3 separate regions of the Mus musculus genome follow, and all the other regions are linked to region 1. A link is a contact called in public HiChIP or PLAC-seq data. All regions are on one chromosome and are shown on one strand. The core of a region is the stretch at or near the end of the contact, and the rest is flanking DNA. Distances in the headings are between cores, read along the strand shown. Region 1 holds the start of Gprc5a (G protein-coupled receptor, family C, group 5, member A). Region 2 holds the start of 2810454H06Rik (RIKEN cDNA 2810454H06 gene). Region 3 holds the start of Gsg1 (germ cell associated 1).

Region 1 (3,030 bases), core at 221-2,720:
CTGCAGAACCAGGAAACACAGGGCTGCCTGGAGCCAGGTAGAGACCTTTTCTTGGGAAGTCAGAGACAGCTGTGGCCATTCCCTTTGGGCCTGGGGGCCAGCCTCTCCATTCCCTCTTTGATCCTAAGGCACCTCCCAACCCTTCCTCCCCTCCCCTTCCTTCTCTCTATCAGTGATGGCCAGTACAAAAACCCCTAAGGGTGAAGTGTTGGCCTCACCCTCCCCTCCACCTTCCCAGGCCATTGTATCTGAAGTGGCTAAAGAATTCTCCTTCAGTAAAGAGCAAAGAAGAGACTGTTTCCAGAGAACCTTTCACCAGGCTTCAACAAAAGCCTCAGACACTTGCCTGGAGAAAAGGCAGGCAGGCACGGTGATGGTCCTTCAATTACCTGCTTCCAGGCAGGCTTTTGCCATTTGGGAGCCTTCTACCATGAGACCGATACCTGTTATCCCAACACTCTGCAAACTGAGGCAGAATGGTGGTTACAAGCTCGAGGCCAGCCTGAATGTCTAAAAAAAACAAACAAACAAAAAAAAACAACAACAACAAAACAACAACAAAAAAAAAAAACAACTGCTGTTTCCTGTCTTTCCATTCAATGTGATCTGCCAGCCTCCTCCTGCCTGTGTCTCTTCTCCTCCGGGAAGACAAGCTTTTCACCCCCTCTTGTTAAAGAGAGACAGGGTCTTAGAGACTGGGGCAACAGGAAAAGTAAGGGATGGGGTGGAGGAACAACACGCACATGAGAAGGGGGGGGGGGCGTTGAGGTGAGTCACTTCCTGACCTCCACGGCCTTCGCTCCTTTGGGAAGGAAGCGGCTGGCATCCTCTCCCTCTACCCCTCTATTCATTCACAGACCCTTGAAACTCAGATGGGAGTTGAAAGCATCATAGCCCATCTTCCACCCACCAGTGGCTACATAGAACCTGTGGGAGGGGCCTAGTACAGTTCAAGACGGACCTCTCTTTTAATATTGGTATTTTAAACTACTGTTTTGTATCTGGAGACAGAGACTTATATAGCCCAGGCTGACCAGGAACTCACAGTAGAGTCAAGGCTGGCCTTGAACTCTTGATTCTTCTGCATCTACCTCCCAGGTGCAGAATTACAGGCCTGTGCTACAGTTTCTAACTGTTTGCTGATTGGTCTTTCCCCTCTGTTTTAGCCCAGAGAACACATTCAGAGGTGAGAGAAGTTAAGGACATTCCTTTCTCGGTTTCATCTGTTTCTCCTAGCCAGCTGTAGTCCATCACGGGCTGTACTGTCTCAGTTCTCCTTCCCCAAGGCTCCCCACGCCCCACTCTCCGGATTTAAAACTGGGGCCCGGAGCGCGCTCCTGGGTAAACCCCTCTTACCTGGGCGCCGCGGCGCTCGGGGTGAAGCGAGAACTTGCGACTCACGCGTGAAAGGCGAGAGCGCTCAACCCCTGGCTACTGGGCAGGTCCTGGGACAAGGATCCCGCCTTGGCCGCGCAAAGCGGTTATAAAGGCTTCTGTCGCCGGAGGGAGGGAGAGGGTGAACCGAGGGACAAGGGGCGGGGGCGGGGCGGAGGGAGAGGACACGCCTAATCCAGTTCCGCGGCACTTCTCGCTGTTGTGAAAATAAAGTCACCGTGCCAGAGAATGAACTGAAAGCCTCCCTGACGTCAGAAGCACAGTCACTCATGAAATAGGTGGCGGGGTTGCGGGGGAAGCACCCTAGACTGCCAGGCGTAGCTCTCGACGAGTGTTCAGGTCGGTCCCAGAGCTCCCGCCCTTATGAAAAGAGCCACACGGTGAACCCAGCTACGGATGAGCGCTGCTGGCTGTCATCTCCTGGAGGGAACCACACCCATCCTCCCTGAGGGCACTATAGGGCCCCAAGGGCAAAGACTTAAGCCAGCAGCTCCAGGCAGCTCCTTTGTTACTTTCTGTGGGAGAAGTTGGTCTTTATTTCCCCTTGGCGGCACCTGTCTCTCCATCACCCACTCCTTCCTCCGGTGAGCAGGGAGAAGCCAAGTTTAAATGGGAAGAGACAGCCACTCACTCTCCTGTGGGTCCCCCAGTCGCGGCTAAAGAGTAAAGACCAAGGAAAAGTTGAGACGCTTCAGCAAGGCCCTTCTTGGAACTGTCGCATAGCCAAGTTAGCATGGCCTGACTGAGAGATCATATCGCCTTTCTTTTAACCACCTCTCCAAAAGTTTGACAAAGCAGTTGATAGGAACAGAGACGCCAGATAAAATTTTGAAATGAAGGAATTTGCCTTTGGTGTCTGATTCCTCCTGCTTAGGTAGGGGCCCGCAGCGCATCCATTATCAGGCCAGTCCGGCTGAAACCTGCCTGCTCCGTAGTCAAAAAGTCCTGGAATGTCAACGCACTGGACCAGGTTTACCCCGTTGGTTGCGTTGGTGGGCAGCGGGGGAACTAAGCTTTTTAGGTAGTAGGGAAGGCCTGGAGCAGGCCTTCTAAGTGCTTTAGTTCAGTTTTAATACAATTTTTCATGTATGGCGACCCCCAGCCATAAAATTATCTTTGTTATTACCTCATAACTGTAATTTTGCTTCTGTTATGAATCTTAATATACATATCTGTGCTTTTTACTGGGCTTAGGTGACCCCTGTGAAAAAGATGTTTAACCCCTACAAGGGGCTGAGACCCACTTTTCTCCACACCCTTAAATGCTTTTTAAAATGTAACAAACAATCTTGCCAGATGGTAGGGGCTCACAACTTTAATCCCAGCACTCCTAAGGGAGAGGCAAGCAGATCTCAGTGAATTGGAGGCCAGTCTGCTCTACACAGTGAGTTCCAGAACAATCAGGGATGCACAGAGAAACCCTGTCTCAAAAAAAGAAAAGAAAAGAATAAAATGTAACAAGCCAGGCCTGGCGCGGGGCACCTCTGTAACGCCAGCACTTGGGTGGTAGAAGCAGGTAGAAAAACACTTCAAGGCCAGTTTCTACTACATAGGAGTTTGAGGTCACCTGAAGGTGACTTGCTGCAAATGACAGTTCGAGTCAGCATTTGGGAGACTGAAACAGGAAGATGGCCA
Region 2 (3,051 bases), core at 532-3,031, 170 kb after region 1:
CAATCTGCAGTGATAGCTTCTTTGAGGACAGATGTCAGTCTTAACAAAGGAAGCCCTTTTTGAGTTAGTCTAGTCATAAATATGAACAAGAAATTCATTCACCCTCTCTGTATTTTCTCTCTTATGAAGGAAATGTCAGGTCAATATAGGTGTGGAAAACTGGTTATCATTCTACCTCAAGTAAGCTATTGTTCTTATCTATAATAGAGAACCTGTTTCTTTGTTTAAAACAGCGTTTCATGTAGCCCAGGCTGGTTTATGACTCCATACGTGGGGATTGCCCTGAACTTCTGATCCTGCCTCTATAGGTCTACCACCAAGTCCCATTTTACTCAGTTCTGCATAAATCCGTGGCTTTTAGGCAAGGAGCCTACCAACTGATCTACAAACCCCATTTTTTTTCTTCTTCAATGTACCACCATACCCAGATTGTATAGGAAAAAAAATGTTCAAAGTATGCTAAATTTTACTATTATATTGAACATAAAAAAAAAAATCCGAGGTGAGATGATAGCTTCTCTTGAGACAAATGTTGGAAGCATGACAAGTCTTCAAGTTCTGACCTCTTCTGTTCACATACATACATTTCCCCCTTCTTACTGGTTAAAATCTCACTTTTTCTGGTAGAAAAATGTTACAAATCTAAAGACTTCAATCTCACCGGTCAAAAAATAGGGTCTAATAAAATTGCCAAATAAATTCCATTGTTTTGAAAACTAGAAAAATGCTCAGGCTTAGCTAAGTTGCCAGTTATTAATTTTTTTTGAACGTACTGGAATCTATCAATAGAAATTCCTTCACAAATCAGTTTGCCTCTACTTGCAAATGGATAACCATATCTAAAATAATCTATGCTTATCAGATAATATTTTATGAGCACTGTCTGAGTCTATTTAGAGCGGACTTTGAAGGGACATTCAGACTCTTATGAACTAACTGGCTTCTGCTTTAAAGGGCTACTGCTTCTAGTGTCAGCTCTTTCTAGTTTCAAAATTTGCATGGCCGCCTTTCTGAGTCGCCTTCAAGAACAGTCTTAGCCCAGTCAGGAATTGCTCGAACTCCGGCGGCCTTAGGGTCAGGCTTATTTGCATCTTTGCTAAACAAAGTCCATCCTTTGAGGCGTCAGCGCCGCCGGTCTTCGCTCTCACGCTCCGCTGCTCACTTCAGCGACGGTGGCGTGCACAGCACCTGGGTCATCTGTGCTCACGATCCTGCCGCGACACCGACTCTGGGCGTTGTGGTTCTCATTTCAGGGCTCCGAGATTCCCACGGCACACTCGGCTGCTCGCTCCCTAGTCCCGGGACTAGGAGGCGCGGTTTTCCCGGAGAAATCCACGTCAGCCGCGCAGGCGCAGGCGCAGGATCTGGGCGGAGGGAAGGGGCCTGCGCTCGGCCCGCGGTAAACAAGCACTGCGCAGGCGCCGTGCGCCAAGGTGATTTTTTTTTTGTTTTGTTTTTTGTTTTTTGGTTTGCATAGCATCATAAAAAAGGGGGAAGGCCAAAGCAAACCCTAGCATCTTAAGACGATCGACGGTGTGGCTTCTGCTACTCTCACTCTGAGGCACCGGCTGCGCGACCATGGCAGCCATAACTCTTCCACAGAGCTGCCGGCCTTGAGCTCTTTCGCTCACTGTCTACACTGAGGCTGAGAGGACAGAGAAAAGACAGAGAAAAAAAAGAAGAAAGAAAGAAGATTTAAAGGAGAGGTGGTGGGCGGTTCCCACAACGCCACCGTAAAGACCTCTGTGCCTCTTTCCCCAGACAACGCGAGATCCTGTGCCAGCCGGGACTCCGCCCCCGCCCCGCCCGTGGCTGTGTGCGCATGCGCTGGGCTTTTTGGCGCGCAAACCGTTCAGAACTTCCTGCTTGGTCACAGGTGGCCCCGTCGGCCCCCGAGGGATGTCAGTCAGGTCGGAGCCGGGGATTCACGCCCACTGCGGCACGTCCTTAGGGATTTTTCGGTCAAAATTCCACTTGACTGTAACTCGCCCCCCCCATTCTTCTGTTCTCGTATGGGTCATGAGGTCTCCGCGAATCCAAGAGTCAGAGTGGGAAGAGAACCCCTCGCGGTTTTTAAAAGATGTTGCGATTTCGTTGTGTGGCACGCGAGCTAACTGGCATAAAAGGATAAATCTGGGGAACGAACGGGACTTCCCCCCCCCCACCCCCGAAGATTCTGAGAGGCTGTGAATGTGGACCGGGCTAACACAGTGATATGAAGATGAGAAGTTTTAAAAATGGAAGGAGCCAATGAAGGCTTGAGAGATGAGGCTAGGAGGAATTAGAGCAGTAGAGGAAGTTTAGCTTAAAATATTTACGCATATTTATAAGCAAGTAGGCAGCAGTGCCGCATATTTAGTCTACGATAGCGAAGTGAAATGGGGATGTCTTTGAGTGCAACAGAAACATTTTTTAAAGTTGTCGCAGGCAAGAGCTGAGGTTGGGGCGGGGTAAAACAGATAATCTGGAGTCTTAGGATGTTGCAAGTGTGGACCGCTCTGACTGATTTGGCCTCTTTTCTCTCTCAGGGGACGTGGAACACCTGCACAAACTGGATTTTTGCCCTATCACGACTCTGAGGTACCATCCGGCAACTGAAGTGTCCTCTTTCCAATAGAATGCCTGGCCTCTCCCACCAACTTCACGGTTCAGCCGGAATGAAATTTGGCTAACAAGTCACTCAGATGAGTCACTGGCTCATTACAAGATTATAGATTTCTAATCTATAGCCTTCCAGTTGTGTAGATCTTAGGATTCACTCTAATATTGGGAGCAGTGCTATATAGTACAGACAGTATTGTCATTTTTACTGTCCCTGGAGATTGTTTGCAGGACCTTGCACAAGTCCCGCAATGCATGATGCTCAAGTCCCCTGCGTAATGAGGTATACTATTTGCATATGACCCTTGTACATCTTTCTGTAAAGTTTAAACAATCTCTAGATTATTTGTGATATGTACATCGATGTAAATGCTATGTAAATAGCTCCTGTACTATATTGTATAGGGAGTAATGGCAAGAAAAGCATTCAGTACAGATGCAAATTTATCT
Region 3 (3,123 bases), core at 264-2,763, 190 kb before region 1:
AGGTAGGCTTTGAGACCCTCCTCTGAGCCATGTGGGAACTAGTCTTCTCCTGTTTGCCTTTGAAACTCTCAGCTCCTCCAGCACCATGCCTGCCTAGACTCTGCCATGCTTCCCACAATGGACTGAACCTCTGAAACTGTAAGCCAGCCCCAATTAAATGTTATCCTTTATAAGAGTTGCCTTGGTCACGCTGTCTCTTCTCAGCAATGGAAACTAACTAACTAGGACAGAAGCGAAGAGGCAGGAAAGGAAGGAGATGGAAGGGAGAAGATGGAAGGAGAATAGGAAAGGGAGGGAAAAGAAAGAAGAAAAATCTGATTGTATTAGCTGACCAGGCATGCTATAGAAGCTCAGAGGTAAGGGAGCATTCTCAGGGCTGGAATAAGGGATTTGAGGCTAGAATCTGAGGTCCTGAAGGTCAGGATCTGGGTGCCTTGATAAGGAAGAGCAAGGGTCTTAGAGAGGGATGGAGGGTTCCATGTCACACAGGACAGGTCTTCATCCAGACCCTTTCAATCCTGGACTTCACACCTGAGGCTGAGTTGTACCTCGGCGTCAACTGAATTATGTCTACTAAAACTCTGAGAGTGAACTTGGCATGGTGGCTCACATCTGTAGTCTTGGTGCTCAGAGACTGAGGCTGGAGGATTGCCATGAGTTGAAGGCCAACCTTGTTATATAGTGAGTTCCAGACCAGCTTTAGCTGGAGTAAGAGCCTGTTGCAAAGCAAAACTGAAAATTCAACACGTGGTGGACACTGCTGTCATCCCAGCACTTGGGAGATAGGAGGAGAAGGAGGATCGAGAGTTCAAGGCCAGACTCAGCTACACATGAAGTGTAATGCCTTGTTTCAAATAAAAATAAACGTGATACTGAATGCCTCCTTAGATTTCCAGACACTGGTCCTTTAAGATGGCAACTCTTTTGCACCATTACCTCTTCAAGAATGGTCTAGAGTTAAAAAGGCCAACACAGTAGCTGCTTACTACATGAGGCTTTTGAGCCCTTCAGATGTAGATGGTGCAACTTAGCTGTTATATTTCATTTTAATGCAATGTTGAGAACAGTGTGGTTCCAGTGGTTGCTGGAGGGTGGGGGAGGAGGGGGATGTCGGCTTTCACCCAGCCCTGGGTAAGAGTTCATTGTTATTGCTGTGTGTGTTCATCTCACTGTTTTGAATGGAGGTGTTAGAACACTGTTAAGCCTTATGTGGCTCACAACTGTAATTCTCTCTGACAGCAGTGGGCAAGCCTCACAAGCCAATGTGATCTGGTTGGCACCACATGCAAGCCATCCCTAACCTTCAGATTTGTGTTTGAATGAACTCCCCAGATCTTTTTATACTCATTAAGCACCGATTGAAAGACCTCAGGAGACTGAGAGGTACTGAGCGTGTGCCCTTCTCTCAACCTGGTCTTTCTAGGGTTGGGAGAGGAGTGGGCGGGGCATCCGGGGGAGAGAGCCCTGCCTGCTACTGTGACATCACAGAATGAAGTCATAGTAACCCATCCCTACCCAAGCTGGCGGCGTGCCTGAGGGGCATTCATCCTCTCCCAACTGCCCACATACCACCTTACCCCCTCTGCTGGCAAGAGGGGACCTGGTGCACCCTCTCCCTCAACACCTGAGCCACGCAACTAAGACCTGTCAGAGCAGAAGCTGAGACACATTTTCAACTCCTGTCAGCTGACTCAAAATGTTTGTCTCACCCAGGAGGTAGGTACACAGCTTTTGGAAATGTTGTTAAAAAAAACTAATTATATTTATTTCACTATTTGAGCCCCATCTCTAGTGGCATGAACACACACACACACACACACACACACACACACACACACACACACACGGAGAGGGGAGTAATGTATAGTTATTGAGCAGTGAGCAAGTATGTTCAGAAGGCCCAGCTAGCCTAAGAAAGCGGCATTGGTGAGACTGGGACAGAGCTCAAAGCTCTGAAGAGCCAGCAGTGTGGGCTCAGGCAGCTCCCCCAAGTTCAGAAAGAAGCCCCCAAAGTACACACATCAACCATCAACTGGTGGAGCCCTTACAGATATGAACATGATAGCAAAAGCCAGTCAGTGCCTGAAATGTTAGTATCTTTCAGGATTAGTTCTCTAGAGAGGGGGCAGGGTTATGGGGAAGCCTGGTGTTAACATGAAGCCACAGATATAAAGCACAGGACACTTGAACCCTTGCCTCATTGTGGAGGCCGTTCCATGACCCGAAATCTGTGGCTTTTGTTAAAAAGTGTCTCCCTGCCCTTTGCTGTGTGGGCACGTTCCTTCAAAAGCAGTGGGCCTTTTAGGGTTGCGGGTCTAAACGCGGACTCTACCATGTCTACATCTGTGATCTGGTGCAAATCAAAGATCGAATCCAAGCAGCACAATGGAGATGGTGCTCTATACCTGGTGGGGTGCGAGGGCCTCGGGAGCAGTTAGCTAGCGAAGGGTCTAACCACTGGCCTGGTAGTTTGGGATGCTTTTTCCTTAGATTCCGCTTTCCTTCCACCTCTTTAGATCTTCAGAACAAAACTGTAGAGGACTCCCCACCTCTCCCGCCAGCCCTTGGGGAAGCAGGTAGGTAACCAGTAGTCCTCAGATGTGTTAAGGGGTTCATGTGCTCACCTCTCGTGTCTACAAAACGAGGCAGGCCTACCTTACCCCTCCATCAGAAAGGACCTAGGGAACCACGTTTTGGAGGGAATAGGGAAACGCTTGATTTGGGATTTGACAGCAACCAGGACACTTGTCCCGTCTGGTGTTAGGAATTTAACCCAGGATCCATTCTCTTCTCTGGGCTGGTCCTCGCCTGCCCTGATGGATAGGCCAACCGGATGCAGGACCCACCCAAGGAAGAGAAAGAGGAAGAAACCTAGTGGTTCCTTGCCACACCTAGAAGTCCCAAGGACTCGCTGCACAAGGGCGGGGCCCTGCGAAACAATTCAAAACACGCTCCCGGTGCGTCGCCACGGCAACCACGCCCGGTGCTAGGCAACTGGGGCGCCGTAGTAAACACCGTCGGGAGGGTTACTCATGGGGAAGCATGGAGAAATCTCATCTGGCTCAGGCACTGAGACAGAGAGAATGAAGATGAAGGGAGAAAGGGAAGGAAAATATGCAACGA

The links. HiChIP or PLAC-seq counts read pairs in DNA pulled down with a chosen protein or histone mark.
Region 2: an H3K27ac HiChIP or PLAC-seq map of embryonic stem cells shows a contact between it and region 1, with 6 read pairs. The contact joins the promoter of 2810454H06Rik here to the promoter of Gprc5a in region 1. A contact is called at or near these places in 1 of 484 Hi-C or Micro-C datasets (embryonic stem cells), 2 of 115 datasets of contacts at active chromatin or transcription factors (embryonic stem cells and pancreatic cancer cells) and 1 of 9 other capture datasets (adipose tissue).
Region 3: a contact with region 1 is called in a FOXA1 HiChIP or PLAC-seq map of pancreatic cancer cells. The contact joins the promoter of Gsg1 here to the promoter of Gprc5a in region 1. A contact is called at or near these places in 4 of 39 promoter capture datasets (liver, macrophages and stem cell-derived epiblast-like cells), 4 of 484 Hi-C or Micro-C datasets (Th17 cells, centroblasts, embryonic fibroblasts and 1 more), 4 of 115 datasets of contacts at active chromatin or transcription factors (embryonic stem cells, pancreatic cancer cells and trophoblast stem cells) and 2 of 9 other capture datasets (adipose tissue and macrophages).

What each region holds. Positions count from the first base shown.
Region 1 is chr6:135,064,102-135,067,131 of GRCm38.p6, reverse strand. It overlaps Gprc5a (G protein-coupled receptor, family C, group 5, member A), which reads right to left and starts at 1,470. Exons shown (of 4, transcript NM_181444.5): 1 at 1,357-1,470.
Region 2 is chr6:134,896,691-134,899,741 of GRCm38.p6, reverse strand. 2810454H06Rik (RIKEN cDNA 2810454H06 gene) reads right to left here and starts at 1,781. Exons shown (of 1, transcript NR_029441.1): 1 at 1-1,781. It overlaps Gpr19 (G protein-coupled receptor 19), which reads left to right and starts at 1,548. Exons shown (of 4, transcript NM_001362050.1): 1 at 1,548-1,910; 2 at 2,529-2,580. RefSeq lists a cis regulatory region at 1,601-2,136.
Region 3 is chr6:135,252,726-135,255,848 of GRCm38.p6, reverse strand. It overlaps Gsg1 (germ cell associated 1), which reads left to right and starts at 1,513. Exons shown (of 7, transcript NM_010352.2): 1 at 1,513-1,716; 2 at 2,517-2,576.